Linked DNA regions of Mus musculus: regions 2, 3, 4 and 5 are each linked to region 1. The links are chromatin contacts, called in public Hi-C and promoter capture Hi-C maps. All regions are on one chromosome and are shown on one strand. Each heading gives the region's core, a stretch centred on a gene start, on an enhancer-like site or on the middle of the called end of the contact. The rest is flanking DNA. Distances are from core to core; before and after follow the strand shown. Region 1 holds the start of Cdkn2aip (CDKN2A interacting protein). Region 2 holds the start of Ufsp2 (UFM1-specific peptidase 2). Region 3 holds the start of Primpol (primase and polymerase (DNA-directed)). Region 4 holds the start of Snx25 (sorting nexin 25). Region 5 holds the start of Ankrd37 (ankyrin repeat domain 37).

Evidence for each region. Hi-C and Micro-C count contacts between places; a contact is called where the count stands out from the background. Capture Hi-C pulls out chosen DNA fragments and counts their contacts.
Region 2: a contact with region 1 is called in a promoter capture Hi-C map of liver, with 6 times the contacts expected there. The contact joins the promoter of Ufsp2 here to the promoter of Cdkn2aip in region 1. A contact is called at or near these places in 2 of 484 Hi-C or Micro-C datasets (B cells and CD4 T cells), 1 of 115 datasets of contacts at active chromatin or transcription factors (astrocytes) and 2 of 9 other capture datasets (adipose tissue and liver).
Region 3: a contact with region 1 is called in a Hi-C map of B cells, with 7 read pairs. The contact joins the promoter of Primpol here to the promoter of Cdkn2aip in region 1. A contact is called at or near these places in 1 of 39 promoter capture datasets (embryonic stem cells), 2 of 484 Hi-C or Micro-C datasets (B cells and CD4 T cells) and 4 of 115 datasets of contacts at active chromatin or transcription factors (the SCID.adh cell line, astrocytes, cardiomyocytes and 1 more).
Region 4: a contact with region 1 is called in a Hi-C map of CD4 T cells, with 5 times the contacts expected there. The contact joins the promoter of Snx25 here to the promoter of Cdkn2aip in region 1. A contact is called at or near these places in 1 of 39 promoter capture datasets (erythroid cells), 2 of 484 Hi-C or Micro-C datasets (CD4 T cells and regulatory T cells), 3 of 115 datasets of contacts at active chromatin or transcription factors (astrocytes, double positive thymocytes and extraembryonic endoderm stem cells) and 1 of 9 other capture datasets (liver).
Region 5: a contact with region 1 is called in a promoter capture Hi-C map of adipose tissue. The contact joins the promoter of Ankrd37 here to the promoter of Cdkn2aip in region 1. A contact is called at or near these places in 1 of 39 promoter capture datasets (neural stem cells), 2 of 484 Hi-C or Micro-C datasets (B cells and CD4 T cells), 2 of 115 datasets of contacts at active chromatin or transcription factors (astrocytes and large pre-B cells) and 2 of 9 other capture datasets (adipose tissue and liver).

What each region holds. Positions count from the first base shown.
Region 1 is chr8:47,712,413-47,717,354 of GRCm38.p6, reverse strand. It overlaps Cdkn2aip (CDKN2A interacting protein), which reads left to right and starts at 3,424. Exons shown (of 3, transcript NM_172407.3): 1 at 3,424-3,835; 2 at 4,337-4,467. The coding sequence starts at 3,585.
Region 2 is chr8:45,973,116-45,978,048 of GRCm38.p6, reverse strand. It overlaps Ufsp2 (UFM1-specific peptidase 2), which reads right to left and starts at 2,521. Exons shown (of 12, transcript NM_138668.2): 1 at 2,461-2,521. It overlaps 1700029J07Rik (RIKEN cDNA 1700029J07 gene), which reads left to right and starts at 2,797. Exons shown (of 7, transcript NM_001033148.3): 1 at 2,797-4,545. The coding sequence starts at 4,446.
Region 3 is chr8:46,615,369-46,619,776 of GRCm38.p6, reverse strand. Primpol (primase and polymerase (DNA-directed)) reads left to right here and starts at 2,550. Exons shown (of 15, transcript NM_001001184.2): 1 at 2,550-2,643. Casp3 (caspase 3) reads right to left here and starts at 2,486. Exons shown (of 7, transcript NM_001284409.1): 1 at 2,276-2,486.
Region 4 is chr8:46,150,430-46,155,206 of GRCm38.p6, reverse strand. Snx25 (sorting nexin 25) reads left to right here and starts at 2,766. Exons shown (of 19, transcript NM_001372342.1): 1 at 2,766-3,425. The coding sequence starts at 3,051.
Region 5 is chr8:45,997,499-46,002,520 of GRCm38.p6, reverse strand. Ankrd37 (ankyrin repeat domain 37) reads left to right here and starts at 2,671. Exons shown (of 5, transcript NM_001039562.1): 1 at 2,671-2,904; 2 at 3,118-3,270; 3 at 4,033-4,124; 4 at 4,701-4,907. The coding sequence starts at 2,878.

The sequences.
Region 1 (4,942 bases), core at 2,175-4,674:
CAGTTACTAGGGGGAGTGGCTGTGAATATCTCTTCACAGGTTCTCCCTGTTAGCTGTGCTTGGGTTTGTAGTAGAGACAGGCTTGAACATCCTAGGCCTATGCCCTGTTGACAGTGACACCATCTGACCTCCTATTTAGGACAATCTCTGTTCAGGTCAGGACAAGCTGAGGGCTCCTCCTTGTTGGCTTGGCTCTCCCTGGATCTCAGCAGCCAGGTGTGTTATCGAGAATTCCCTTTGCCAACTTAGGCTACTAACCCAGCCATAAATCACCTTGGATTTTGTTGCCTGTTCTTCAACATTGAGCAGGCACTTCACCATTTAATTAGTTCAACTAGCTATTAGAAAAGTTTCAAGGCTCTCTCTAGGTCCTAAGATACTTGCAGGAGTGCACACACACACACACACACACACACACACACACACACACACAGAGTCTCTTGCTCTCTGTATATGGCTATATATGTCTGTGTGGTGTTCATTTGTTGGGAGAGAAAAGAAAGTACTGTGGTAGGTCATGGCATAAGGATTCTCTTCTGTGCTCATTTCTCCACACTTTGACAGTATGGAGAAAACATAGCAGATATACATTAGCTCATAGTCAAGGGATACAGTCCCTCAAAGTGGGAAAACAAGGCAGCAGACAGCTCTGTGGAGACACAATTGTACCACCAGGAGTGCTTAACTCCTAGTAGAACAGGAAGCAGGGAGGCCAACTGGATGCCCAGTCAGGCTATAATTCTCAAGGCCCAATGTCCAGTGATTTCCCCCAAGTCTCACCTCCTTTTAAAGGGTCCTCAACCTCTCCAGATAGTGTTGTCAGCTAGCGGCCATGCTTAGACATACATTTCACACGTAAATCGTAACGCTATCCTGAGATTTCTTTTCTCTTGAATGTAATTCTCAACTTTGTGGTCTATGGCCTATACCCTGAATCTTCATATTTACAAAAATTACATCGGGGGGGACTGTAATCAGACTATATTGAATGAAGAACCCATTATGTATGTGAATGTGTATTTGTGGGAGGGTGCACAGGTGCAATGTGGCACATGTGGAGGTCAAAGATGGAGCGTGGAGGACTGAACATCCCACTGGTCTTAAACTGAACTTTTTAAGAATCTAAAACCGCCGGGTGGTGGTGGCACACGCCTTTAATCCCAGCACTTGGGAGGCAGAAGCAGGTGGATTTCTGAGTTCGAGGCCAGCCTGGTCTACAGAGTGAGTTCCAGGACAGCCAGGGCTACACAGAGAAACCCTTTCTCAAAAAAACCTTTAAAAAAAAAAACTGAAACCAAAATACATATATATTTCCTATCAAGAACTCAACTTTTGCAAATAAATACTTGTTTTCAGACTCTTTTGGCTTTTGATATAACTGTGAATCCAAGTGAGGAGGCCCGGAACTGTACTCTGAGAAGAACCACCGGTTTCAGGCCATCATAGAGACAGCAAGACTATGTCTTCAAAGAGAAAAAACTTTGCCATTGAAAGGTTAGCTGTAGCCAGGCTGTTCTTGTTCATTTTGTTACCCAGTCTGGCCTCAAACAAAGCTGGGCTGACTTGGTTATTTTAGAAGAGACTCTTGCTTCTCACTCTCTCAGTAGACCAGTGAGACAATGGACCCCGGAGAAATGAGAATTTCCCCAAAAGTCTTAGAAGTAAAAGGTTCCAGCCAACGGGGACTTTGTCTTCCTGAGAAAGATTTCACGTTCTAACCACTGTTAAGCCACCTTGTCCCAGCAGCCTCAGGCCGGGATACCAGTGGGCAAGCAGCTGGTTGATGGGTAAGCCACTGTTTGACGGCTCCTATCTTAAATGTCCATGTCCTTGGCCTTTTATTTAAACGTGAATCTCATTTCAGAGCTCCAAAAGACTCGTTTGAGATGGGATGGATGCCTGTGAGTCTCAGTCTCTGTGTCTCTGTCTCTCTGTCTGTCTGCCTCTCTCTCTCTGCTAGGAGAAGGGGGAGAGTTGAGAAAGGGGTTCTTTTGTGGAGTCCTGAAACTAGCTCTGTAGACCAGACTGGCCTCAACTCACAGAGATCCCCCTGCCTCTGCTCCAGAGTGCTGGAATTAAAGGGGTGCTTTGTCTCTCCTTGCCAGTGTGGCCTCTTTGAAAGCCTTTTCCTGCTTTCCACTACTAACGTGTCCCTTCTAATTGCCTTATTGGAGCTGAACAGTGTTGGGGCACAGGCCCATGGCTATCAAGTTTAGTAACCAAATGACTGAATTTTTGCGTGATTATTCTGATTTAAGCATTTTCACAACAAAACGCAAAAATCTATTGAGGGAAAATTCAATTACATAATTTATCACTATCTCATATTATTACATTGATCCTTTGATTTATTGACACATACCTAGACTTGGAAATGTTAATAAACACGCCAGAAAAAAAAATCCATGGGTTGGAGAGATGGCTCAGTAGTACGAGATCTTAGAGAAGACCTCCAGCACCCACAGGGCGCTGGGTTCAATTCCCAGCACCCACAGGGCGCTCAAAATCCTGGGTCAACTCAACTCCAGGAGAGCCATTGCTCTCTTGCCTCCAAGGGCACCAGGCCCACACATGTAGCACAGACACACATGCAAGCAAAAAATCGAACTCATAAAACAAAACAAAACAAATGCAGAAGCAGTTGCTCTTGAGGACTGAGGCCAGGACGAGATAAGCAGATACATTTCCATTTTGGTCCAACCGGGATTAACAGTTAAAACCAGTTGGCACGGGGTCATTTATAGTTCGGGGACCAAAAGCGTTAAGGGAGAGGAAGCGGGTTGAACCAGGAACTTAAGAAACCGCGGAAACCCAGCCAGATCGTGGGGCGCAAGCGCAAAGGCCTGGTTTCAAAGAGCCGGTTAGATCCAACTGGAGGAGCCGCTTGTGCTCGTCGTTAAGTTACAACCGTGCTCGGTACTTTTATTGTCCCCATCCCACAAGGCATCCGCAGGTCCCCAAACGCCCGGAGACCTTCCGAGCCTCGGGCCCAAGGGTTCAGCGGCTTTCGCGGCAGGGCGCAGGCGCGGAAGCCAGCTTTTGTTTATTTTGGCCGCGTGCGACCGCGAGCGTCCGAGGGCGGAACGCGCAGGAGGGGCGGGGCGGCAACTCGGACGCCTCCAGGTCTCCGCGCTCCGCCCGCTTTGTCCCACCGCCCCCCTCTCCCGGCCCCCCGGAGCGCGGCGTCACAAAGCGCCGGCGGAACGCCCCAGCGGCCGCCCCTAGGCGCCGAGGGCGGGGAGGGCCGCTGGCCGCTGAAGTCGCCTCGGCCCCGCCTCCGCCGGCGCGACCGCCGAGCGAGTCGCTGGCGACTGGGCGCTGCAAAGCATCCTGGGAGGACGCGCTCGCGCCGGAAGGTCGCGTGTGCGCGCGGCGGCAGCGGCGGCGGCGAGGTTATAAAAGGGAGCGAGGCGGTGGCCGGCGGAAGTGGGCGGTTCGTCGGCGCCTTGTTCTGTTGTTTGGGGTTTGGGCTCCTGGAGGGGCGTTCTCGGGAGGGCCGCCGGTGCAGGCCGCGCTGACACAGGGCCGCTTCGCCCCCGGGGCTCCGTGCGCTTGCGCTCTCCCCGTCCCGCAGGGTCCCCAACATGGCGCAGGAGGTGTCCGAGTACCTGAGCCAAAACCCGCGGGTAGCCGCCTGGGTGGAGACGCTGCGCTGCGAGGGCGAGACGGACAAACACTGGCGCCACCGCCGGGAGTTTCTGCTTCGCAATGCCGGGGACCTGGTCCCCGCCACCGACGAGACTGCGGACGCGGAGAGCGGAGCCCGCACTCGGCAGCTCCAGCAGCTGGTCTCCTTCTCCATGGCCTGGGCGAACCATGTCTTCCTAGGGTGCCGGTGAGTGGAGGGAGCGTCGCTCTCCAGCCAGCCTTCCGGGCTTTGCTCCACGCCCCCTGCCGCTGGCCGGGGAGCGCTTTCGCGGGGACCGGCGACGCTGGGGAGGGCCGCTTGGGAAGCGCGGGAATCGGTGTGACACTGTGGGTCCTCGGAGGGAGAGCAGGAAGGGCGTCCGGGGCTGTCCCCGACCTCACAGTTGCCGGGCGTCCGGGTGGTATGCGCCCGGCAGATGGAGTTGTTGGTGCTTAGCTGACAGTATCTGCCCGGGAGACCCCGAGTTTAAAGGTTCCCTGGCACAGACCCGCCTCCCGAGCCCTTAGGGCATTCGTCTGGGCCATCTTCGATTGTCGCGCGGTTCGTACACTTTGATCACGACCAGGAAATGCAGTCTGCGCACTCCTGCATTCCTCACGCTGCCAGTACTTTCGGAAAAAAAAAAATAAAGCATAACAACAACAAAAACAAACCACTTCTTGAGAGCGACTTTTGCTTCTTTTTCAGGTACCCTCAAAAAGTTATGGATAAAATTCTTAGTATGGCTGAAGGCATCAAAGTGACAGATGCTCCAATCCATACCACACGAGACGAACTGGTTGCCAAGGTGAAGAAAAGAGGGATATCAAGTAGCAATGGTTAGCAGATCATAGATGTGAACATACATAGGAGTTTAGAAAATATGCTTTATAAAATTAGGAATCGCTGTCATTACTAATTTTTTTTAACAATCCAGAATGTGTATGCTGTATTAATCTAGTTAAAATGTTAAAGCTACACTGTGTGTGTATGTGTGTCTGTCTGAGTCTGTCTGTCTGTTTTGGTGCTGAATTTGATTAACTTTTAGATTTTCAAGTCCAATGTCTGATGCTGTTAATTTAATATTAAAAACTAATCATATTAATTGATACTGTTTTAACATACTAATGAAGTTGTTCCATATTTTAAAAGAAACTACTGGTTCTGAAAAAAGAATTTTTTTGTGCTTTTGTTTGTCTTGTTTTGTTTTGTTTTGATAGGGTTTCTCTGTGTAGCCCAGCCTATCCTGGAACTTGCTCTATAGACCAGGCTGACCTCAACCTCAGGGGTCATGCCTGCCTCTGCTTCCTGAAT
Region 2 (4,933 bases), core at 1,272-3,771, 1.7 Mb after region 1:
TTTGGGGGAGGTGGATTCTTGAGGAAAGTTTTCAAAGATTTTATCAAGTTCTTAAACTATGACTTGAACACTTAAGGACTACATGACCCAAGAATCCATGGTGCTTTGACTGAGAATGGCCCCCAGAGGCTCATATTGAAATTCTTGGTCCTGAGCTGGTGGAACTGTTTGGGAAGGATAAGAGGTGTGCCATAGAGGCTGGCTTCGGGCTTCAGACGCCTCCCACCATTCCCACGATGCTCTCTGCCTCCTGCTTGCAGATCAAGATGTGAGCTCTCATATGCTGCTCCAGAGGCTTCACCAAGTCATGGCTTTGCTTCGTCACCATAGGCACTAATGATAGAACCATAGGCACTAACTCCAGAACCATAAGGCCAACTAAACTCTTGGTCATGTGCACGGTGTCTTATTACAGCAACCCAAAAGACACTAACAGAAGAACCCTGTGGCGGTTTGTATATGCTTAGCCCAGGGAGTGGCACTATTAGAAAGTGTGGCCCTGCTGGAGTAGGTGTGTCACTGTGGGTGTGGGCTTTAAGACCCTTGTCCTAGCTGCCTGGGAGCCAGTCTTCTAGCAGCCTTCAGATGGATGTAGAACTCTCAGCGACTCCTGCACCATGCCTGTCTGGATGCTGCCATGTTTCCGCCTTGATAATGGACTGAACCTCTGAACCTGTAAGCCAGCCTCAATGAAATGTTGTCCTTATAAGAGTTGCCTCGGTCATGGTGCCTGTTCACAGCAATGAATCCCTCAGACAAACCCTATTCTGGAACAAGTGAGCTAGAACTGACTCCTAAGGCTTCAAATGACTGAACCTTGGGCATATATTACCTTTGATTGTCAGAACATTATGAAGTAGGTGCCGGTGCAGTTTTTTATTTTGTAAATTTCTTGTCACATCTCTGCAAGAGTGACAGCTTTTATGTAACCTGTTCAAAGACTACACCATGTCCCAATTTCACTCCATTAACTTCATTCTAAGCGAACAACAAAAAGTTTAATAATGCTGTCCATTCATTCTGTTGTTTATCATAAAAAACTAAACCCCTCAAAACTGGAAAATACTGTGAGAACTACCAGTGAGAAGTTTGATAAATTTAGAACAACATTACCATTTGAGTAAGAAAAATACTTACATAAACTGAAGATTGAAAAGACAAGCAAAAAACCCTGTCTTGAAAAAAAAAAAGAAAGAAAGAAAGAAAGAAAGAAAAAGAAAAAAGAAAGAAAGAAAAGAAAGAAAAAAGAAAAGACAAGCAAGAGTAAGGTTTAACTCGGGTACTTATACAATAAGATTTCTGCTTAACATAATCAGTCACGCCTATTCTTTTCTGTAAAAAATGGGGAAAAGATATGGTACTTCAACCAGGGTTGTTATGACAATTCTTTAAGCAATCATATGTGAAAGCGCCAGGGTCTCTTTAGGCTTTTAAAGCAAGATACTCTATGAAGATGTAATATTTAAGCTGAAATTCGAAGGGCAGGTAAGTAGCCCATAAAAGAAGCCTTAAATTTTCCAAGGTAAAGAGGTATTCTTATGTGTGTAAGCCCATTCTAAGCACAGTGGCCAATTGGTGAAGGTTCGCTTAATTGAAACAACATGTAGGAAGGCTGATGTATACGATTGTAAGCCCAACACTTGGGAGGTAGAGGCAGGAAGGTCTGGATTTCAAAGTCATTCCTGACTGTGTAGCCAGTTCAAGGACAGCCTGGGTTTTGTGAGGCTCTGTCCTAAAACCAAAGCAAAAGATCACTTAGACTATGACCCATGGACGGACAGCAAGGACAAAGCTCAAGGACGGTAAAGAAGGTTTTAATACAGCCAGCCAGAAGTAGAACCCAGACTTGATTATTGACTTTGTTCTTGAGATGAGGCAAGTTTGTCAAGGGTTTGGTGGGCACAAGGAGGGGTGAGCTGGGTTATCGAATGGGAATTCTGAAGGAAGAGTGCGGGGAGAACAGGAAATGATGAGCCGGCTCTGTAACTGCTGAGTTTGAATGATTTATTTAAGTGGAAGCAGTTGACTAGACTTATGAATTGGGTTCGGAGAGAAAGCTCAGGGTGTAAGCTGAAGATTATCATCTGCGGTACAGATGGCAGGACTTAGCTGAGCTAGGAGAAGGGGGAAGCTGGAGAGTTCTGTGCCACGTAAGCGAAGGGAGAAGACTATTTTAAGGAAGTTAGGTCTATCTTTTCAAAACCAAAAGTTCTTTTAGCTAGCTTCTAAATACGACAAATAGTGCCTTACTGTCAAGATGCACTGACTGACCCGGAGAGTCGCATGACCCGGTGCTGCTGGTGACCAGATCACCCAAGAGATCCAAGTGAGGATAGTTTGTACCGCGACTTTTGGCCTCTCAGGAGCAGCTCCTTTTAGGGGCCTGGAGCCATTCTCCTAACGGTTGACGAAGTCCTAGGGGTAAATACGGGGAGGTCACTGACAACCAGAATCACTTACCAAGCACCACTGGCGATGGCAAGAACACCTACTTCGTGCAAGCAAGGGTCGTCCCGGAAGTGACGTCACGCCCGCCGACTGCGGGGCTCCGACAGGTGACTACAACTCCCAGAATGCTTCGCGTCAACCATCACGGAGCGTACCACAGGGAAACTATTCGCCGATGGCGGGGAAACAGAAGGCTTAGTTTCGAGAGATTTTATTGGCTGAGACTTACGTATTCTATGGCCTTTCTTCCGTTTTCGTGGACGCGCCGTGCGGGTTCGAACGTTCCGAGGGCCTACAGTAGCACGTTGGGAAAGGGTTCTCCCGTTCCCACGGCAACGCGGCCTAACATGCGCCAGCGGCAGCTTGCGGAACTGTGCGGCGCGCGCCTCTGCTGCTGCGCTCTAGGCTGGAGCCCCGGCCAAGCGCGTGGCCTCGAGCTCTTCGGGCTCTGCTGTGGAGTGATCCCCGACCGGAGCAGGGTCCATCTGATTCTGGTTGTGGGATTAGGTGTCTTTTGGAGAGGTGACTCGGCCTCGCAGACATGGGTTTTCCTTAGCTACCTGCCTACTTCAAGCTACCTTTCCTTAGAGGGAATAACTTAGACAATCAGTCCATTTATTTTCTGCAGTTTCTCCCTTTTAGCCAAACTTTTTTTTTTTTTTTCCTGGCGTAGAAAAGAATTTATTGAGTAAATTGCAAGGATGCAGTGGACAGGGCTGTAACAGAGGAACCTTCTTAGCCAAACTTTTTGAAGGGAACTTGCCATATTCTACTTGGGTAGAATCCCACGATTTTCGTGTCTACGTGATTATAAACCAAAATTTATGCCTTTTAAAGTCTGTTTTCCTACTTCTACCTGACCAGAAGGAGAGGGTTGCAAAAAACATTGCGTAAATGTGTGAATGAATACTTTGTAAGTTTTACTTAAAGAGTTTATTGTAGGGACAAAGTTGAAGGCATTGGCCGCAAGCGCTGGGGCGACAATGGTAAAAAACTAAAGGGGTTTTGTCGTTCAAGCCGCTCCGGAGGTTAGGGCAGAGGTTCCCTGATTCCAGGAGTTCCATTCCAGTCTGGGCAGCGTTGCCTCAAGAATGTGGTGAAGGAGATTGAAACTCAGTTCATGGTTCCTAGCTGTCAGTTCACTGGGGAAAATAAAGGGTGCCAAACCACGGATATAAGATGACTGTTAATGAAGCTTGGGAAGGTGTTAAAGCGGAGAATCTCCAGGAGAAGAGACCAACTCCATGACTGTCCAATTAAAGCAAGCTGTGTGTTGGGGTGTGCCCGTACTAGCCTGCTGGCTGTCTCACTCTGAGAGCACCCCTTGCGGCAGCCTCATTAGGTCCTTTTTACACGAGAGAGAGAGAGAGAGAGAGAGAGAGAGAGAGAGAGAGAGAGAGAGAGAGAGAGAGAGATCGTTCACCGGACTGAGAGAGTTGGCTGTTATACATTGTAAAAACAAAACCAAAGAACAATGTGAAAGGGAAGGAACAAGGTCATGTTCCTACATCATGTGAATCGGGTAGCAAGTTTAGTGTTGGTTGAAAGACATTTTGCAGTTTACATCCTATCTAAGAAACAGGGATCAGTCCTTAATTACAAGGAGAAATCTCAACTTGGAAGCACTTAACGCAGGACAAACAGGAACGTATTCTTTAACTACAAATAGAAACCGTAGCCTGTACAGGATGAACAGGAGCTTAGTCTTAACTGTCTTAACTGGAAACAAAAACTTTAACCTGCAAAGTATATTGTTCCTAGTTTGGTCTCACAAAAGCTATGCACAAGCCTATCTGATGGGGCTTGTGCGGGTACGTAAAAGAAGTCAACCAACCAACCAATCCAGAGACTTAAAATAATGGCAAATAAATAGTTTGATATTTAATAATCATTCTTTTCTTTAAAATTAATTTCCTGTAGTTTTCAGTGTAAAGTAGGATTTTGCTGCAAAAGAAGATCTAAGAACCTTTGTGAAGTTACCACCCCAAGGAGCAATCATGCCGATAGAAGGTGGGAAAACAGATATGGAGAGGATTGGCCTCTTCAGTGAGATGGAATACATCACTGTGGGCGACAAATATGTGTCACCATTTAATCGTGAGTATCTTTGGTATTTTAAAATACTTGAATAGCATATATTTCCAATACAAAGATTTTGATTACATACATATTGTCTTAGTTAGGGTTTTACTGCTGTGAACAGACACCATGACCAAGGCAACTTTTATAAGGACAACATTTAATTGAGGCTGGCTTACTGGCCCATTATCATCAAGATAGGAGCATGTCAATATCCAGACAGGCATGGTGCAGGGGGAGCTGAGAGTTCTACTTCTTGTTACAAAGACAAACATGAGAAGACTGACTTCTAGGCAGCTAGGGTGAGGGTCTTAAAGCCCACACCCAGGATGACACACTTTCTCCAACAAGGCCACACCTACTCCGAGGCCACAACTACTCTAACAAGGCCACACCTCCTACTAGT
Region 3 (4,408 bases), core at 1,301-3,800, 1.1 Mb after region 1:
CAACCCTCTGAGCAATATAGATTATGCTTTATTTATGAAGAAGCTGGTAGGCCCCGGGCTCCTGGCCTCAGACAGTCAGATGATGATGATGGAATACCCTTTCCTCTCCAAACTTTTTTTAATCTGTTAAATGACTATATATAAAACAGTACTCAAGAATGTAAGAATTTCCACATCGTATTCTACCTCTATCACTGGGGTAGAACTTTAATATTATCTAACACGAAGATCAGAACTAATGCAATGTGTTTGAAGAAAAGACTGTGTTGTAACTTTAGAAAGCGCATGAAGTGAATGTGTTGCTAGGTTTGAAACCATAGAGTGGCCCTGGACCCGCTTCTATCAGATAAAGATACAGAATTCCTACTTAAAACAGCAGGAGGCAGAACCTTTCTGCAGGACCACAAAAGCAACCTGATTTAATTAGGTGCAGGATTTCACTTGTTACTTTGTAGCAGTTCGATGGCTACATTTCAATAAACTTCCACTCACTAAAAAAACACCTTCTCACTTTCCAAAAGCCTTAGTCTACTGGACAGCAAAACAAAGCCATTCTTTAAAGCTTCAACACCAGGTTGTCACAGGGTTCTACACTCCATACTTAGGGCTCCTGCCTGTGGCCACCATTAACATATCCAAAGTAACTTCCCAAAGGCTGGCCAAACCCCCAGCTTAGCATCTCCTCTGCTATTGTGTATACTCTTACTGTAACGATGGCCCCACATTTCCCACCCACCCCAATGGGTTGAGTAGTCACTTGTGGAAAAAAAAAAGCCAGTAAGGAAGGGAGCCAAGCTAAAGTTCGAGCCTACTGTTGTTTGCTCACAGTTCGGTAGGCAAACAATAAACAAGCAAAAGTAGAGGATATGACACGGCTGCTTTCAGGAAATGCCTGCCGCAAAGGGAGGAATGGGAAGATTCAGCTAGGAATTGCTAACTAAGGGAAACCTCCGTAGCAGCTCCTGTTCATAAGCTAATGTCTCAGGGGGAGAAAAGGTGAGCCAGTGGACTCAGAGGGCTGGAAAGAAAACCCGAAAAGGACACAGTATCCAATATTGCCTGGAGAGCTTCTTCATTCTGCTAAAAAGGGGGGGGGGCGGGGGGAGACAGCCAAGACCCAGGGTTTGGCTTCGCTAACCCGGTTTAGAGGATACGGTTTTACACTTAAGCCTTCAGGGTAAACATGAACATCTAGAAAACTGTTTTTGTTCGTGTCTTAAAGAGAGCACTGGAGAGGGGTCTTGGGCGGGAGACAGAGACCTGCAAGGAGGCTGCTTCAGTTCCCTGAGGTGGGCACAAGTCTGGCAGACACGTAGAAAGTCCACAAGACTCCGAAGAGGGGCCAGGTACAAATCTGTCAGACTCGTAGGTCTACAAGGCTCGGGGACTAACGGCGGAAGAAGTTGGGTCCACAAGAGGTGCCTGAGAAGGACGTTTCCTGGGTGACTCAACGGAGAATGAGGTAAAGACCCTGCTGTTCAAGTCGAACTTCACAGACTAATTAATAAGCGCGAAGAAGGGACAGTAACCGAGCATGGCTCAAGAGATGTCAATGCAAGCTCCTACAGTGACTTTGACCAACAAAGGAATGAGCTGGAGTATTCAAGGAGTAATGCTTAAAATCAGCTCTCCGCAAGAACCAAAAATCACAGTGCACTGGAGAAAACTAAAGGTGGAGATCAAATGCTCTTGTAACAGAGGGAGGCTGGGTCACTTAGAGCCGCCACAAGGTCAGCATCAGCCTAGCTTCCAGGCCCCAGGGCAGAACTTCCCCTATCCATCCTCTGCTACCGAGTCCACACCTCGGCCTGCAGATCCAGGATCCCGCCACCTCCCGCCACTCGGCTTCCAGGTTCACCCCCACACTATGGCCTCACCCCCTCCCGCCCCTGAAGCTCTGTACCCCGGGCGATCTCCAGATACCCCCCTGACTCCGCCTTTAAGCCTCAGCGCGGCCCGTGTGCCATGCTCGAGGGGTCTGAACCCGCTCCGGCTCACCCAGGTTTAGGGACACCGCACCGGCTCACCCAGGTTTAGGGACACCGGTTTGGCCTCCCGGGTCTGGGTTCTCAGCTCGGGATCGCGCTCCCGGCGCTGTTTCCAGCTTCTCTGCCTTCAGTGTTTGCCTGAGCAAGCCTGGAGGCAACACAAAGGATCCTCCGCCCAGATTGCCCGTTTCCCCCGCCTCCTCCAAGGAGCTGCAGACCCGCCAAAAGAGCGCCAGCTCCGGGGGACAACACAGGCCTTCGAAGGCGCGAGAGCAGCAGACACTCACCGTACCGTTCCAAGCTCCCCGCCGCAGGACACTGCGCTTTGATCCCACCAGCACCAACACTGCAACTGCAGCAGCAGCAGCAGCAACAGCAGACTACCGCCGGTCACGCCCCACGCCACGCCCCTTCTCTACCTCCCCGCCCCATCCCCCCTCACACACCCCCCAACACCTCATCTCGCACACGCCAGTCGCGATTGGTGGTTTCAGCCCCGACTGAGCCCCGTCTCGTAGCGCAGGCCCCGCCCACCCAGGGCAAGCCTAGGGCCCCGCCCCCTCCGGCTCCGCCCCCTCGCGCGGGTTTCAAGCTCTGGTTCCCGCCATCTCTGGCTCCGCCAGCTGCCGCCTCCGGCCGACTTGCGCCACTTGAGGTAAATTTTAGAGAGGTCTTTCGGCCACGCCTGATTCCGGGGGCGCCAAGATGGGCGTCTAGGGAGGCGCCTCTGCCAGTCAGAACTCTGGCAGGAGAAAATAGAGCTGTGCCCCGCACTCGGTAATTCTACTTCCTCTCAATTGCACCGAGGCCTTTCTTCACTTCCGTCCACCTCTTGCTCCCTCAGTGAGAGGTCCTGACTACCTTACTGAAATCTCTGACTGGTTTACGTCCTATTTCATTCAGACTCTGACTCTGGGAAGTGGGTTTTGTTTTGTTTTGTTTTTGCATAATATACGAAAACACGAGCACAGCGATCAGCATCGAATTTCAGGGGCCCAGAATATTCTTAAGGACAAATGTACTCCAGAGAGCAGCCTCTTGCCTTCACCGCCTTTGCTTCGTTGGATGTAAGGGACTGACGTACACGTAGCCACACAGATGTCTACCGTTCGTTGCGTGTGGAATTCAAGCTCTTGCATTTCCATAATACATTTTTTATTTTTTCCAGTTCCATCAAAGGCTTTAAAAGGATAAGTGGACGGGCAGTGGTGGTGCACGCCTTTAATCCCAGCACTTGGGAGGCAGAGGCAGGTAGATTTCTGAGTTCGAGGCCAGCCTGGTCTACAGAGTGAGTTCCAGGACAGCCAGGGCTACACAGAGAAACCCTGTCTTGGGGGGGAAAAAAAAAGAAAGAAAAAGATAAGTGGTTTGCTCTCATGAAGAGCCATAGTGGTTAAATGTAGATTCCAGAAACAAATTGATCTATCATTATCCCTCCCAAAGTAAGTTAGAATCAGCCATTTTCTGTTGGACTTTAGCAGTAGGATGCATTCAACCCTCGCAGTGCATCGTGGAGGCTGTAGTTCACAAGGAAGGGTCTAATTGAGAAACCCCTTGTGCCCGGACCCCTCCCTGTGCTAAACGTTCTTAACAAAGTGATACCTTAGATAAGGTATCCTCAGCAGTTTCCTGCCGTTAATGTTGACTTCATCTAGAGAAGTTCGTTAGAGCAAAACATCTGGAGGTGATAGTTTTCATCTAAGCCCTGTAATTTCTCCTCACTGTGGGGACTCAGAGGGACCTGAAGCCGCCCTGTAAATGGGGACCCAGAGGGACCTGAAGCCGTTCTGGGCCTCAAGAGAGAAAGAATTCATGAAAAGCAATGTGACTGCTTTCCAGGAGCTGGAGTAAGATGGCTTTCTGAAGTGATCTAAAAGCGGGGCGTGGTCACTCTCTTCCATTTGGCGAGAAAACTGAACTAGAAGTATAATAGGTAAACGTTTTAGGGCCTACATCTGCAAGAAGACTTAGCCTTCATAAGCTAAATTACTATAGCAATTACATGATAAGTTAATCATTTGTAAAAATGGTGTGAAGGTCATTTATCTGGTAGAGTTTTGCTCTTTGGGGTGGGAGACCAGGGAGGAGGAAAAGAACCAACACCTGAAACAGTATACTGTTATAGGGTTTCTTATCCCTCCTACTAGTTTTAGGGATATTTAAAAAATGACTTCTGGGGCTGGAGAGATGGCTCAGCAGTTAAGAACACTGACTGTTCTTCCAGAGGTCCTGAGTTCAATTCCCAGCAACCACATGGTGGCTCACAACCATCTGTAAAGGGACCCAGTGTCCTCTTCTGGTGTCTCTGAAGAGAGGGACAGTATGCTTGCATACATAAAATAAATAAATAAATCTTAAAAAAAAATACACCTTCTGATTCTAGGCAGTAAATAAGTGGGACAGAAGAAATTCAGTCTTTT
Region 4 (4,777 bases), core at 1,517-4,016, 1.6 Mb after region 1:
CAGCCCTTAAAGCTGATGGGACATGGGGGTTAGAGAGGTGGCTCAGCAGTCCAGAGCATTTGTTGCTTTTACAGATGACCCAGATTTGGTGCCCAGCACCTACACTGGGTGGCTTAAGTTCCCGGAGACTCGATGGCCTCCTCTGAACTCTGGCCTCGTGGCCACATACCAAGTGTACACACCTCCACTCAGGTCCACACACATACACATAAAATATATATAATAAACCTTCTCAAAGGAACTGTTAGGACCCTACAGTGACTACAGGAAAGGGATATTCCAACTCAGATTTAAGGGACTCCAGTTACAATGAGGCACTGATTTTGTGCCTCATTTTCTTCAATGCTTTCTGAGGTCAGTCACGCCCTTCTATCCCTTGGTGTTGCCTCACATCAGTGATCCTCCTGCCATACACACCAGAGCTGGCCTAGCAGTAAGAGAGTGTGTGCTCTGAGGCAGTTGTCAGACTGTGGGTGTGCACATCTCCAGCCCTGCATTACTCTTGGGAACCATACTTACTTCAGTTACAGAGTTGGCCTGCAGTAAACCTTAGGCCAGTTTCCCCTTGCTAATTACACTCACTCCGTTCATGCCAGGGCAACAAGTGTGCTTCTGTTCTCACAGAGCAACAACACTGGACATTCTAGAGCACGGCACACTGGTCTTAGACTCATGGGCTTATGAAACCCTGTTTTTGCTCCTTTGGAATGTGAAATGATAAAGCCATTGAGTTCTTCAGAAATGCTGTGGTACAGAAGTTAAGTGTTGAAACTGAAGGGAGTCTTATGTGGAGAGACACCAAATCCTAGTTCCAAGGTCTACTAGCTTTGCGATTGAGTCAAGTTCCTCTAGTGCCTCTATTTCTCCATCTGTCATCAGGCTCGACAGTATCTGTTGGGGTGGAGATGAAATGTCTAGAGCTTTTCTCTGTAATCACATTTGGTATGAGAAACTCATTATCTTCCTACGTTTTCTTAGCCCATATAAAAGAATGTGATGTTCTGTGAACACCAACTAATATTAAAAAGCGACAAGCTTGGGGTGGGAGAGATAGCTCCGTGGTGAAGAGCACTCAGTGGTCTTACAGCGGAGTCAGGTTCAGTTCCCAGCATCCACATGGTCACGCATAGCTGTTCCTACCTACAGTTCTGGGGACCCCATGTTCGTTTCTTGCTGAGAGCACCACATGCACACGGCACACAAACAAACACAGGCAAGCAAAGCGCTCGCATAAAATAAAATTTAAAAATCTTTTTAGAAATCCTTTTAGAAACATGAGAAACATACTTGTCTTTAAATAGTTATAAAAATAATTCACTTAAATACTACATTCTATTAGAATTAAATTTTAGGTATGCTTTTTAAATCTATGACTTCGTCTCCCACTTGAAATCCATATGCCATTGGGGAAATTTATTATGAAGACCTGGAATGAATACATGGGTGGATTGTTAATGTATACCTGTACCTTTTCTTGAATAATAACTTTTTTGTGTAATACTTTGTTTTAAGCAAGCAAGTAAGCAAGCACTTTATTCATGAGTATTGTGACTTTTTTCCTTTTTTTTGATGAAATGGCACAATACTTATTACAGATGGAACAACCCCTTTACAGAAAAAAACAAAACAAAACCAAAAACCCAGTGTAGCCACAATATATAACACTGCATTGTAACACCTATGTTACTTGTCTGCTACTCGGAGGGCACTACCCATCACCATATTAGCGAACACTGCAAACCTAGGCTGCACACCTTTGATTCCAGCACTCTGAAAGCAGAGGCAAGTAGATCTCTGGGGGGGTCCAGACTAGCCTGGTCCACATAGTGAGTTTCAGGATAGCCAGGTTTACACAGAGAGACCCTGTCACAAAACAAAATAGTACAAGTTAAAGAACCTGGACTTCTTCATCTCAGTGTCATGGGGGTGCTAGCTCCTTATCTGTCAAGCTTCTCTTATTTTCTTATTTCATTTTTTTTTTTTTTTTTGTCTTCTCTACTCTATCTCCTCTCCCAGTGTCTTCAGAAATCCTTCATTTCCATCATCCCTCTAAGACAGTCAACACCCTTTATGGGCTTTGGCAGCTCTGTTACAGTATTGAGCAGCATTTGGACATCTTTCATCTCAGCAAACATCGTCTGTAGACTACCGGCTGCAGTCAAGAGAGGAAAGGAAAATATGTTCTCTCAAAATTCTTTGAACCAGTTTCTTTTGCGTGGGTAACAGCTTTTGTACCGAGTAGTTGTTGGCAACAAAAACACAAAATCGGAGCCAAATCGATTGTGGCAGCTATGTACACTCTCTGGCACTGGGGAGTCTTTCCATAAGTAAGTGGGAACCACAGGCTTCGCTTGACTCCTCCAGGTTTGTCTTAGTCCCCTACCCTTGGGCAGTGGAGTGGGGTCCGTTGGAAGAAAGTAGTAAAAGAGAGGATCAGGGACAGTACGAGGTTAATCAGAGAGCTAGAGAACAAGGCTGGCGTCTGGTATGGGGCTGTAGGCAAGGCGAGGAGCGGAGAGACGAAAATAAGGGGGTACCTGAGCGGAGCTCAACGCAGGCTTCTGACACCTGCAGCAAAATTTTCCACGAACAGACGCGGTCCCCGGGGGGCGGGGGCGGGGCTCGGGAAGTAGCGGGGTCCACTGCGATTGGTCGCGCCCCTTTCCGGCCGCCCCCGCCCCGGGTGGGCGGGGCGACCCCGCCCCACTGTCACTCAGCCGCAGGTCCCGCCCCCGCCCCCGCGCGTCTCGAGCCCTTGGGGTTTCAGTCCCCCTCGCGGTCCCGCTACCTGGGCGCGCCCGGTCGGCGGGCAGCTGCGGGCCCGGCGCGGGGCGGCGGCACCGAGGCGGGAGGGGGGGCGCGGCGGTGTCTGTTGGAGCGGTTCCCGCTCAGGGCCGCCGGCGAGGGCATGAGCGCGGGCTGCCCTTGCCTCGCGAGCGGCGGCGGGAGCGGCGAGGCGGCGGGGCGCCGCGCACAGGCCACGGCCCGGGGCGGCGCCGGGGGGCTGCGGGCCGGGAGATGAGCCTGTCGCCAGCGGCCCAGGAAGCAGCATGCACCGCGATGCCACCGACAGCAGCGGCGCCCGCCGCGGCCCCACGTCCGCCGCAGACGCCTGCCGCGCTGCCCGGGGCTCCGCGGACCGGCCGCGGACGGCGGACGGCCCGGGCTGGGGCTGGCGGGGGCCCGCGGCCGTGGCCGCCCTGGCAGTGCTGGCGCTGTGCTGCCTGGTCCCAGGCTGGGGACCGGCGGCGGGCACGGGGCCGGGCGCCGTGCTGCTGCGCCTCAGCCTGTACCTGAGCTGCGCCGCGGCCGCCTTGCTGCTGGGGACACTGGTCTCGCTCGTCTGCTGGAGCCCGCGCGCCCAGCCGCCGGACTTCGTCTCTTCCTGGAGCCGGCTGGCGGCGACCGTCCGCTGTCCGCTGCGGGTGAGTACCGGTCTCGACTGCCTCGCGTGCCCGCGGCCTCGTGCGCGCGCAGACCCCGGGGGGCTCCGGCCGGGTGGCCCTCCGGCAGCCGAAGCCCGCGGAAGACTGGGCTGCGCGGGCTTGGTCACGCGCGCCGTTTTAGGCGCTGTAGTTAACTCATCCACCATCCTCTGCACAGAGAGATCCATCCAGGCGGGTCTCCGATGTTGAAGTGCAGTTGGTGAGTGCCGAGAAAAATCCGCTTACAGCACCCACGGGAGGCAGGCTTCGCATTCATCACTGATGCTCCTGTTTGGTTCTTCGATCTGTAGTGGTTGGGAGATAACTTTATGACGGCTTACAGAAGAGAAAACTTGGTTAGGTCACCCAGTCCGAGGGAGCTCACTCAATGGGCCCCGTGTACTTCATACCTGTAAGGTCCTGTCTTCCACCATGTTGGTTAAGTTGTCATGCAGCTCAGGTGGATGTCTATTTGAGGGGGTTGAGGGGGTGGCATGCTCACCAGGAACCACTGTCGTTTGTTAAGAGGAAAAGCTGTCCTCAGGCAGGTGTAGGACATCAGGGTTGTGGTTATGTTGCGGAACGTAGGAAAGAACTGGATTTTCAACGTGCTTTGCCCTCCTTCCTACCAACCCTGTTTGCCTTAAATCAAACTTTACCTCCAGTCTGTTTATAATAACCCTTTAAAAGGACCTTCATTTTACCGGACTTGGCTGATTGATATCTTCATAAAACTAAAATTGCCCGAGATCTTGGGAGCCAGAGCAATGGCAGTGGCTCAACTTCATAAAAACGTTTGTTAGAGTGACTGCTGTCCCCAGAGTTTCTATTTGCTTATGGCATGAACCGTTTATTACTTTCTGGAAGAGCTTCCTACTTTTCAAAATGACTTTCCAGAGCCTGTCACTTCAGAATGGCATCCTCACTCATTAGACTCAGGAAACACAGCGGCAGTCTCAAAAGAATAGCAATGCCTGTTCCGCTTAGAAACTTTGATTTGGCTAAACATTTGTGACTATCGTTTGCATTTTAGAGTTGGTGGGTAGATGTGTTCTTCCTTCTATTCTTTTCTCAGTTCTAATAAGTAAGGGTCCTAAAAGTTTACCAGTTAGGTTTTAGACCTATATAAGGCACACCACAGTTTAAATATTATACATACAAACATATACTAAGTTCAGTATAAATTTATTGAGCATCTTTTATAAACTAACTCTTACATGTTTTTGAAGTTTGGGTTGAATTAGCAAGCCACGTAAAAGTCCTAGTCAATGCAGATTATATTCCTGTGAGGAGCCAGACAAGAAATAAGATAATTTTGGATGGAGTTTATAAAACAAAAATGAAACTAAGAG
Region 5 (5,022 bases), core at 1,422-3,921, 1.7 Mb after region 1:
TAGGGGCCATACCATCAAAATTAAAAAAAAAAAAAAAGATTCCCTCTTCGGTATTTATAAACTGCTAATAGCTTGTCAACAAGGGGTGGGGCCTGAAGAGAACTCCCCCTCCCCAAGTTTATATTGGAATATTGCTTGGTTTGATCTAGTGCAGCTAAGTCCAGCAGATGTGAGCCCATGCGGTGATACCCAGACTCTGCTCAGAAGTCAGCATCGCACAGAACTCCTTGCCATCCTCCTGCTGATCCTATTTTCTAACACTTCTTTGCCACCATCCCCAGAGCCTCAGCGGAGGTGGTGGTAAGGAGTAGATGAAGAAGTCTTGTTATGGGTGAGTGAGCACTCTGTAAACTCCAAGACGACTTGGGTTATTACAGGAAAACCGCAATTAAAGAAGTCTCCGAAACAACGTAAGCTATTGCCATTGCCAAAGTACATGGTAAAACCCTCTTGCTGAAGACACCATACCCCATGGCTTTAGGGCAGAGAGACACCAATCTCAAAGCGACTGGGAAATTGCCTCCTGCTATCTAGTTTTCACAGAGCCAGAAGGTGCAGTGCAGTCTGTTGAGTGGGGAAAGACATGAGAGCTTTTACCTAGTGCTGGACTCCACATATGACAATACAAACCTGGCCAAGCAACAAGTGCCCACTACTGCAACAGGGGCACAACTGTCATGGGGTAACTGCTTTCTGATTGGACTTTAAGCTGGCTCCTCAGGAGAGAATATCATATTTGGTACTGTAATCCTGGTCGAGAGCCCATGGATGGGGAAGTCATAGATAGGTCTTAAGGTAGAAGTCACCATTGTTATTTTTCTAGATGGCTAGGTTTTCAAATAGCTGTGTGTGTGTGTGTGTGTGTGTGTGTGTGTGTGTGTGTGTGTGTCAGGATCAGACTGCAAGTCTCGGGGATTCTCCTATGTTCACCCCCTCCAGCTTTGGAATGACAGGTGCAGGTAGCTGTCCTTGTTTTGTTATTCATGTGGGAGCTGAAGACTGAACTCAGGTTAGTATGCAAATTACATTACAATCTTAGAAATGGTCAAATTATACACATCTGAGAGAACTGTATTAAAATCAGATTATCAGGTTTGATTTGCACCTGTTGTACACACCTATATAACTAGAGTTAAATACAATTTTTTTTTTTTCAGGCACTGAGGAGCCATGAGTGAAAAAAGTTTTAAGAAGCCCTGTTCTAGGGAACAGCCTAAGATTGTGGACCACCACAATGAGCAGTGTGCCTTATTAAAGAATTATATTGGTTAGTGAAAATTAATGGGTGAGAATTTTGTGACTTGTTGGGAAAACTGTGACTATGATAAACTTGCTGTTCTTTAAAACCATACTGGTTCAGATATCTTCTGTTACAACTATTGAAAAAGAATCCTCATTAAAACGGGAAGCCAAATATTTAAATAAAACTTCCTTAGGAGCTAAGATTTACAGGAAGAAGCACAACATAGACTATTTTAAGCGACACGGTCTTCTGTGTCAAGTAAACTCTACATGTTATTTGATGTCTAACCAGCTGTTAATAGTTTCTTACCTCTATGTTTCACCTGCTACCATTAACTTTAACTACAGTCAGAAGTCAACAGGGTTCATGAAAAGGAATTCAAACTTTGCAGTTATTACATTGTCATGAATTTTACCAGTAATGCCATGTTTGTTTTAAAATCTCACCCTAAATTATTGTTTCTTTTGGTCTGCTTCTCAGACTTTACTGACTTCAAGGCTTTGAGTAGTAGTATCCTGGGAAGAGTCCTTTTGTTCCTCAGGCTTATCTGATGCTCTAATTTGGGTTCTGGGTTTTGATGAAGCCCTTCTCATGTCCTAGCGCAGGGGTTCATGCTGTCAGCAGATCACATCACTAACATTAAATCACTTGGCTGCTTTCTTCACGGTAATCTTTTGTTCTTTCCTTTCCGTATTCTTATTATTCCTAATAACCGGAGTGAGGGCCATCCCCTTGGCAAACTCCTTGTATTTACTAGCTATTGCCGGAACCAGGACGGGTTTCGGACCCTCAGGGGACGTGTGACAATGGGTGGCTTATTTCACAGGAATTGCCACCTTGCTCACAAAGGCAACACTGACTGATAGGTAATTCACTGGGTTTGGGAGAGCATCTCCTATGGTAAACCCTCCGTCACAGTCTCATCGACATGCCCTCTAACGCCCCACCGCTGCATCCCCTTCCAAAGCATCCTGCGGCGCGCGCGGCGGCGGAGGACGTGGGGCAGGAGGAAGCACCTTCGGACCAAGCTGGAGGTGGAGGACGCGGGGCCTGCGGGGGTGGATGGGTGTGGGCTACTTCTGCTTCCCTCTTTTCCGGGCTACGTGCGTGCTCTCAGTCACAAAGCCATGCACCGGCGATTGCGGCTTCTCCAGAGGGCTAAAAGGGCTTGACTCCACCCAGCAGTACGTGCCTAGCTCGGCTCGCATCATGGCCGCCGCCAAAGCGCAAAGGCCAGGCCTTCCACCCTCTTCGCCCACCACCTTCACTGCGCACGCGTGCTGCGGCCGCCTGGGCTTCGCTCCCAACAGGGCGGACCCAGGGGGAGGTCGGCCTGGCCAATCAGCTGGCAGGCCGCGCAGCAGGCTCCGCCCCCTCCTCTTTTGCTTGGGGTTCCAGGCTGCACATGTCAGTGTTTGGGTACGTGAGGCCGCAGCGGGGCTGGGGACATCGCGCTGGGCAGAACCAGGCCGTGGGAACGCTCCCAGGCTGGGGAGCGGCGGGGAGGAGCCGCGGCCCTGCAGGTTCCCGAGAGCTTTAAATTCTCCCGAACTGGGGCAGTCCCTTGCATTCTTACCGGCCAGTGTTGCCTCTCTGAACTCCCGGGGACACTTGTCATCTGCTTTAGGTGGGCGATGCTGTTGCTTAGTTGCAACTTGGAGGTGAGACTCTCGCCCCTTTAAGTCCTGCAGGCTAGATCTCCCAGAGGTCTGTGTGTCTTAGGAGCTCTAACAAACGTGACAGTGACAAACTGCTGGGTTACCAAGTCAAACCTTGTCAGATCTTGTTTTCTTTTTTTTTCCGTGGAGGGGTGGATTTTCAGCTCAGAGGGCTCGAGCGGGACAGGACAGTGACAAGCTGTTCTTTTCCTGCAGGAGGATGACCTTAAGAGTTTGCTGGAGACAGGAGCATCAGTGAACGCACCTCCGGATCCCCAGGAGCAGTCGCCTGCTCACCTAGCTGCAGGTGGCGGCCTTGCGTGCTTTCTTCTCTGGCAGCTGCAAACAGGTGCTGACCTCAACCAACAGGTAACTAGGTAACCGATTGTTGCTATGTACAACCCTCTCCTCCACCCAGTGTCTGCACGGACATTTCCTAGATGTCCGTTTCAGTTGGTATAAACAGGCATATAGGAATTTCCAGGAGAAAAATACATACTGCAAGATGGTAACTTGGAACTTTTTAGTATCCACATTAATAAAACAAAAACAAGCCATGGGATTTCTTTTAATAATCTAATCCCAAATACTCTTTCAGTATGTAATTATATCAGCAATGATTTATGTGTATTTTATTTTGCTCTTGTACCACGGTTCCCAATTCAGTGTGTATTTTACTTTTATGGCATAGCTCAGTGAAGTCGAACCACATTTCAAATATATATATATAGCATGTATTTACTGTACTTTTAAAAGTACTTGCTATTGTCCAAGTTCCAGTCAACCAGGAAATAGTATGTGGGAAACATGCCCACCATCAATTCTTCCAGTAGTCTTCATCTTCATTAGAGTGTGACGAAGTTTTTAATTGTAAACCTTTGGCTTCTATAGAACTCTATAGTGTGCTGGCATTCCCTTAATTTTTTAATGTGTGCAAATATGATGGCATGTTTTTATTAATGGAAACTTTGTATTAGCACAGCAAGAGAACTTCATGAAAAATACAATTAGTGGAATAATCCAGTTGTTACAAGGTAGTTTTCACTGGCTCCCTCAAATAGCTGGTATTACTTTGCCCACTGGCTTCTACAGAATGTTAGGGAGACCCTAATGTGCAGTCTTGTCTTACAGGATGTCTTGGGAGAAACTCCACTCCACAAGGCAGCAAAGGTTGGAAGCCTGGACTGCCTGAGCCTCCTTGTGGCCAGTGATGTCCAGATTGGGTGAGTCTGAAATCAGTGGTCTGAGGCTTTGTGGTTTCTTGGATTAAATTAACCATACTCCTAATTATATATGATCTTAAAAATAATACTCGCCTAACTGGTAATATAATGTTATCCTTCCAGGAATTGAATATTATCAAATAGAGTAAGTGGAAACAGATGTTCGGCATCCAGAGGTGCAAGTCTTCATGGCATTCTACTACAGTTTTGGCTCAGGAAGACTTTTCCTATAGAAGTTCTCACTGGCTATCTACTGAACCATATAGTTAAATACAGTGAATTTGAACACCAAATATTCTTGTAGTTAGATTCTTTCAATAGTGAAATATGATAATGGAATAAAAATACGATAGACTGTCCATGATATGCGGTGTGCTAGTCACTGAGCATACAGTGAACAGAATTTAATTTCCTTGATCTTTCTTTGGCCCAATTCCGGTGTGATGTGTATGTATGTTCTCGAGAGTGTGAGACCTCTTTTATCCTGTTCCCTGTGTTGATATGTATTCCAATTTCCTCTACTAGAAAAATAATAAACAATAATTTTCACTTAACTCAATTTTTGTCTAATTTCAGCGTATGCAATAAGAATGGGCAGACAGCTGAAGATCTTGCTTGGTCATATGGCTTTCCAGAATGTGCCAGGTTTCTAACAATGATTAAATGTATGCAGACGGCAAGATCATCAGGTGAGCAACAGGAGCGTGACCCCCGTGCTCCTGTGCTGAGACAGAAGCGGAGTTTCAGGACTGTGGAGAGTGGAGTGATGAAGAGAAAGTGTTGGTGAGTGCCTCATGGTGTGGCCTGCTTTCTCCTTAGGATTGGCTCTCCTGGCAGACTTGATTGTTGCACTTAATGTTGGCACTCTGATCTAAGGTCCAGTATATTTTTGTTTTTT